2 separate regions of the Sus scrofa genome follow, and region 2 is linked to region 1. Evidence: chromatin contacts called from public Hi-C data. All regions are on one chromosome and are shown on one strand. The core of a region is the stretch at or near the end of the contact, and the rest is flanking DNA. Distances in the headings are between cores, read along the strand shown. Region 1 has its middle 700 kb from the start of NR2F2. Region 2 has its middle 920 kb from the start of NR2F2.

What was found. A called contact is a pair of places that touch in the nucleus more often than the background predicts.
Region 2: a Hi-C map of liver shows a contact between it and region 1, with 5 times the contacts expected there. The contact joins two enhancer-like sites. A contact is called at or near these places in 2 of 47 Hi-C or Micro-C datasets (epiblast stem cells and liver).

What each region holds. Positions count from the first base shown.
Region 1 is chr7:83,784,873-83,787,945 of Sscrofa11.1, forward strand. No RefSeq gene overlaps it. Among named protein-coding and RNA genes, the nearest start is that of NR2F2, 700 kb to the left of the region's middle. Within about 2 kb of position 1,614, at least 7 of the 83 cell types and tissues checked have an H3K27ac peak or open chromatin away from gene starts, as enhancers often do. A contact at or near this core is called in liver, where this site is marked.
Region 2 is chr7:84,009,032-84,012,379 of Sscrofa11.1, forward strand. No RefSeq gene overlaps it. Among named protein-coding and RNA genes, the nearest start is that of NR2F2, 920 kb to the left of the region's middle. Within about 2 kb of position 1,815, at least 19 of the 83 cell types and tissues checked have an H3K27ac peak or open chromatin away from gene starts, as enhancers often do. A contact at or near this core is called in liver, where this site is marked.

The sequences.
Region 1 (3,073 bases), core at 364-2,863:
AAGAGGTAAAAAGCAAAAGTGAACCTGCCCACCTGTGTTTCCACCCCAGCTTTGCCCCTTAGAATCTGTGTGATGCAGGGAAGCTCTTTAATCTCCCTGGGCCTCAGTTTCCACATCTGTAAAGGGAGAATAAAAAATAAATAAATAAATAGGAGTGCTTATTTGATAAGGGTGTTGTGAGACTTGAAAGGAAGATATAAAAGCCCTTGGAACTGTGCCTGGCACTCCCTAGGTGCTAGGAAATGTAGAATCATTATATTTTAAAACTGTGAGTTCCAGGGCTTTTACTGTCAGCTTTTTTTAGTCCTTTGTAGTTTGGAAATTGACAGCAACACTGTAACCAGACTTCTTTGTTTGATTGGAACAGAAAATAAAAGGGGTGTAAGAAAATGGCAGGAAAATGAGGAGCCAAGGCTCTGATTTTACGGCACTGACTGAGGGCCCTCCTGCCCCATTTTGGTGCAGTTTTAGGCTAACCCAAGCCAGCAAGTCATCTTGCCTTTGGATCACTGAAATCAAGTCCTAACTATGACTTTATGGGTAGTGTAAAAAGGAAAAGTTTTATTTTTTTTTTCCCTTTCTTAAAATAATGCCAAGGAAAAAAAAAATATGTATAAGCAACCAGGCCATACTTTATTCTTATTTAACCAAAAGATTAGCACAGCGGGTTGTTGGTTTTCTTCTACTTTTTTTTTTTTTTTTTAGATTTTCCATTAAGCAAATTCTTTTAAAACAAATTTGAACTTTTCCCATCCCCGTGATTCCCACGGACAGTTGGCAAAGAATCTTGCAAAACTGGGATTTTTTCCAGGCATGAGTAACTTGTTAAAAAGGCACTATTTCCTTAATACTAACAGTAAATAGAGTTCACATCCACATAAATCCTCCATGGTCCATTGGGGAAAGTTTTATATGTATGTGTGCTTGTGTGTGTGTATGTGTATGGAATATTTTTTTTTTTTATTCATAAAACATTTGGCTCTCAGCATGTCTGTTTATATTCCACTTCTTAAAAATAAATACACACGTTTATGCCAGTTGAGTTTAAAAGGTATCCTTTTTCCAGTTGCCTGCTGTGTGCCAATGATTTTATGATGGATGGGTTCACGATACCTGGCTAGAATTCTTGAAGAATATTTCTCTTCTATTTATTCTAATTTACAAAAAGAAAAGGATAGAACTTAATCACCATGTAATTAAAATACATGTTTTCATGGAATTTAATTTTATTGGGAAAGCTCAAATAAATGTTTTCAAAACTTACAGGAAAAATTAAATGTTTAATTTTAAATTCAAATAGCAAAGTCGGTTTTCCTTTGTGCATTGAAATAGCATGACTGTGATAATCTGAGTATAAATTACCTCTTATTTATCAATGACAAATAATTATAGGACTTTTCCCATATATAAGATTATTTGAAGGATGTGTATGTTAAAGCTCTCGCCTATTAAGATTCGTTTTGTTGATGTATTTCATGGCGCTGGCAGCAATGGAGACTTGACAAAGCCACACAGTGACACAGCAATGGACCACAGACCAAGCCGTATGAAGGGCATGTCTCCTCCCTCTTCTTTCACAATGATGTGGCTATACTGGATTGTCTCTGATTCTCTTTATCTGGGTGACAAACTCCTCCTGTCTGTACACTGCCGGACTGGGTATATTTTGATAATAGGCAACCCCATGAGATATCTTGCATTTCCTGCTTCCGGTCAGATGTTCCACAAGAATAACTTTTCTACATATGTTTTTGCATTTTTGATCACAATCCCAGCTGGAATCAGGAAGTTTGGATGCAGCATGGAAATGGAAAATAATTGAAAGTCGCAGCGGCACTTTGTTGACTTTCAAAAATATTCAATTTTCTGGCCTTCCCCTAGGAAAAAAATTATATCTTCTATTATCTACTTAAACGTATGCTATCACCTCTGTTCTTTATTCAAGATACATTTTTATTGAAAAAGAATCAGAGCGTGTTTGTAAGGGACTAGAAGATTTCCCGAGGTCAGACAGTCATTCACTGGGAGATACAGGGTTAGAAATTTTAAAAATGTTAATTGAGGGCTTAATTGAAACAATGTCTATCATTGTCACTAGCTTTGGTTAATTCTTATGCCAATAAAAAACATACTCATCATAGAACTTTTCTAATGAATGTTTTTAAATAACTTAAATAGAAGAATAAGTTAACAAATAAATAAAAATCATCTCAAAAGATTTAAAGATGAATTCTGAACATAGTTTTGCTAAGTCATTTAAAAAAAATAGTCCTCTGAGCTTCATTTGGGGTATCTGCCAAATCGTACCATAACTTTGCACAGGATGTCTATTAAATAGAATTAATTTAAAATGTCTATCAAGTATTTAGAAGTGTCTGGCCCCTAAAATGGGCTAAAAATGTGAACCCCTCTGTTAATCCTCTTGCCTTTTTCTGACTTCCCCTCAGAATGTGGGCCCAACAATCCTTAATAAGATGGGATTTTCAGAGGCCCTGCATCCTTGGATAATGACCCCCACCTAGGCTGGAAGCAATTCTGTTGGCCAGTAAGATTTGGACTGAAACAGAAATAGGCAAAATTCTAGTTTTCCTGTTCATTGGTACCACCATTATTTATATTATTAACATTTTATTAAGTTTAGAGAAAGCGCTTAGTAAAATAATCCATATATTTATTCCTAAAATCCTAAAACATCTTCAGCTAGAGACCCTGCCCAATTTGTAATTCAGGCAGCTGAGCCAACATAATGAAGCCAGCCTGAGCCTTCTCTCTTTCGGAGTCTTTCCGGGGTTCCATTTGAAGCTCTAGAAAGAATTTATTTTATTTATTGTTTTGCCTTTTTAGGGCTGCACCCACAGCATATGGAAGTTCTCAGGCTAAGGGTCGAATGGGAGCTATAGCTGCCGGCCTATGCCGCAGCCAAAACAATACCAGATCTGAGCCGTGTCTGCAGCCTACACCACAGCTCACAGCAACGCCAAATCCTTAACCCACTTACTGAGGCCAGGGATAAAACCTGGGTGCTCAAGGATACTAGTCAAATTCATTTCCGCTGAACCATGACGGGAACTCC
Region 2 (3,348 bases), core at 565-3,064, 220 kb after region 1:
TGTAGGATATGCTCAGGGGATCCCCGATTTCAGTATGTTCTCCACCAATACATTTTTAGTACTAGGCAGCCATGCCAGGAGATGCAGGCAAATAATATGCAGGAGATGTGGTCAAAATACTAAGTGTTCCCATATAGAATCAGACCCCGTGAGCTGACGGTTTGGGAATCCTGTTTTTGGCAGTGGCTATTACCTGATGCTTCAGAAGCCAGGAATGAATTCGCATGACCCCAGCCCTTAAGAGGTACCCTATAGAAAAATAGGAAATTGGCAAGTAGGATCATAATACAGATTTGCTGAAGTTGTCTTTCCTAGAAATCTTTGCCTTCAGTTCTGCACCTGGTGAGTTTACCTGCAAATATCCTGTGAACTGTTACTGTTTGCAATTGATCATTTAATAGGGAGAAGAGCCCTATGCTCATTCTTGTTCTCTCTGGCCTTTGGCTCCTGAAAAGTTTGCTAAATATTGTGTCCTGATAAATATTTGAATGTGCAAACTTGTCAGGTATGACTGAAACAATAAGGAGTAATACTTTGAAAGACTGGTCAATGAAGGAAATTAAATCATTTCAATCACTTCAATCACTTTTTTTCTTAATGGAAATTTAATATCAGTTGTAAAAAGGCAGAGGATAAAGAGGCAAGTCTATTCATTTTGTAACTCCACTATTCCCTTAAAACTTAAGCAAACTAAAGTTTAAATATATGTTTTATGTTTTAAATTTTGTTTTCCTAGAATAAAATCACTTTGACATCTCATTGCACTTTGTCCTAATAAGGAAAACTCTTGAATCTAGTCCACGGCACACGACATGCACATTTTTACAGAAAACCTTGTGATTTTACTCAAGTTTATCATAATTGTCATATCAGTTTCAAAAATAAACAAATCTCAAGGACAAGATATACTATTTTCATTCCAGTGATTCCAAATTTTAATAACCATTCTAAATTAGTACTAACTAAAAGCTCAGTGTGTGACTGGCGATTCTTATTTTACATTGTGTTTTGTCTTTTTGTTTTTTTTTTTGCTAAAATGACTAATGTTCCTGAAGTATTTACCCCAATCCACCATTAACATTTCTGACATCTTAATTAGCATTTGGGCAGAGCCTAGACCATCTCCACTAAACAGAAGCACAACATTTCAGAGAGTCCCACAGACTAGCTGTGGATATTTTTTGAAAGTTAAAACTCTTTCTTTTCCCTTTCCTTTTGATCATCTTTCTGCAATGGATGGTCTCTCTTTCCTTCCCCCCATTTGTCATTAGAGGAATGTAATTTCAAGACCCTTTTCTTCTACTTGCGACTTCCTCTAAACAAAAGGACACAATAAATAAACACAGGAGATAAGGCAGTTTCTCCCCCTCCCCACTCAACCTCTCCCTTGAAACTGAGCAGCCAGAACCACTTTAGTCCCTCAGATATTGTCCTGAATTAGTATCCATGCCAATGCAGGAGTGTATGATAATAAGAAACACCAAACAGGGGCCGACTGTAATATGTGTTTTGATATATATTATTTTTAGTGTTTTTGGCAAACCTATCTTGCTGAGTATACTGATGAAGTTTGCAAGTAATTGTGTACGCGTTTCTGTGAAAGATAAATGACCTTCCTTCCCAAGGACGCTTGGCCAGGCCTTAATCCTGAGTGTGTGTGTGTGTGTGTGTGTGTGTGTGTGTGTGTGTGTAACTGTTTTTGAAAGCCTGACAAGGCATCTTGATCATTTCCTCATTTTGAGGCCTACCCACAGCCTCGCACACGGCCCCCCTTTCTGAAATGTTATTATTCTGTCGTGAGGCCTTCTTCAGCCAGGATGTTACTTCATTTCCACGTTTTGTCTCAGCCTGAATGTGAATGATGCTCTTTCAGCAATATACAGCCGCTTAAACTCCCTGCTGCTGGCTTACATAAATATACAACACCCGTCTCGCCCTATAACTCACTTTAGGCCTGGAAAAATAGTGACTTCCTTTATTGGTCAGATTCTCTCGCAATTCCCAACAGCTGTATGTTCTCACCTCTGAGGATCCTTATCTTCAAGTTTCCATTTGTCTCAGCACTATTCCAGTGGATTGCCAATAAAAATGATTCCCATTTTTATAACCCTTGAGAACACAGAATCCAGCTTTCCAGAGAAACTGATTTCCGCCCCCACCCCCACAAATAAACAAACAAACAAAACCTCAGTACGACTTACCTAAAAGGCTATTTTGTCTTTAGGAGACATGGTCTTGAAACTGAGTGAGCTGAGGGATTCAGGAAAATGTGAAGTGTGGGCTTTAAACCCAGTAATTATATTCAAGAAAATCTGTGTTTATTTTCTCCCTCAAGAGAACAAATTGGGAGATACGGCATGTAATCATTAAAATAACATGTGTTCAGAGGTGTATTTCATAGCCATATATGTAAGAGACTCTATAGAAAAGGAAAACCACCTTGGTATTACATTATTCGTTTATCTTCATTAATAAATTAACATTACTTCCCGGGCTTCTGAACTGAAAATTATTTTTAAATGGGTGGGTTCTTTGAATTTATTTATTAAAGGACATGACGTAGGAAAGGAAAAAAAAGTGCCTTTAAACTTGAAATTGTTACGCAGTTGAAAGGTAATATAATGGATATAGGCACCTAATTTAGTTAGATGCCAGTGAGTCATGGACTTGGGCAAAGGCTCTGTTTACTGCTGTGGCATTTGGGACAGCTTGCTGTTTATCTGAACCTCAGTTACTGCTTCTGTCAAATGGGGGCTAACTCCCTCCCTCTCATGTTTTGAGGATTAAAAAAAGAAGAGATGGACTCACCAGTGAAATACAATATGAACAACATACAGATTTCTTGCTACTTGTTTCCCTCTGTAATAAAGTTGCGGTTACTATCGGCAAGTTTTAAATAAAAGTGTTCTGGAAGATTAGGGGCATGAAATGAAGAAAATGAGTAGTGTGGGTACTTGCACTGGAGCCACAAAACCACATACTAAAGGGAAGGGCAAGACTATTAAATACTAATGTGTCAAAGCTTCACTTAAAAAAAAAAAAAAAAGATGTGAATTCAAGGAACAGGGAAATTACCAGATTAAAGTGAGTGATACCCCTCTTTTATGACCTTGCAAGTCTCAATAGGAGGAAGAAAGATGATTGCAGACTTGCAGCATGCGTTAGCGGAAGGGACTGTGTGGGAGCTGAGTGCCCAGTGGAAACTGACAATTGTTACTCTCTGTTGCAAAACTCTGGCTTTGGGATTTGTTTTCCTTTCCTGCTCCCTCTGTCCAACTTCCCCTCCAATCCCCGCCTCCACCAAAGCATGAATGATTATTTTGGAAAGTCACCTAGCTGTGTTCCACA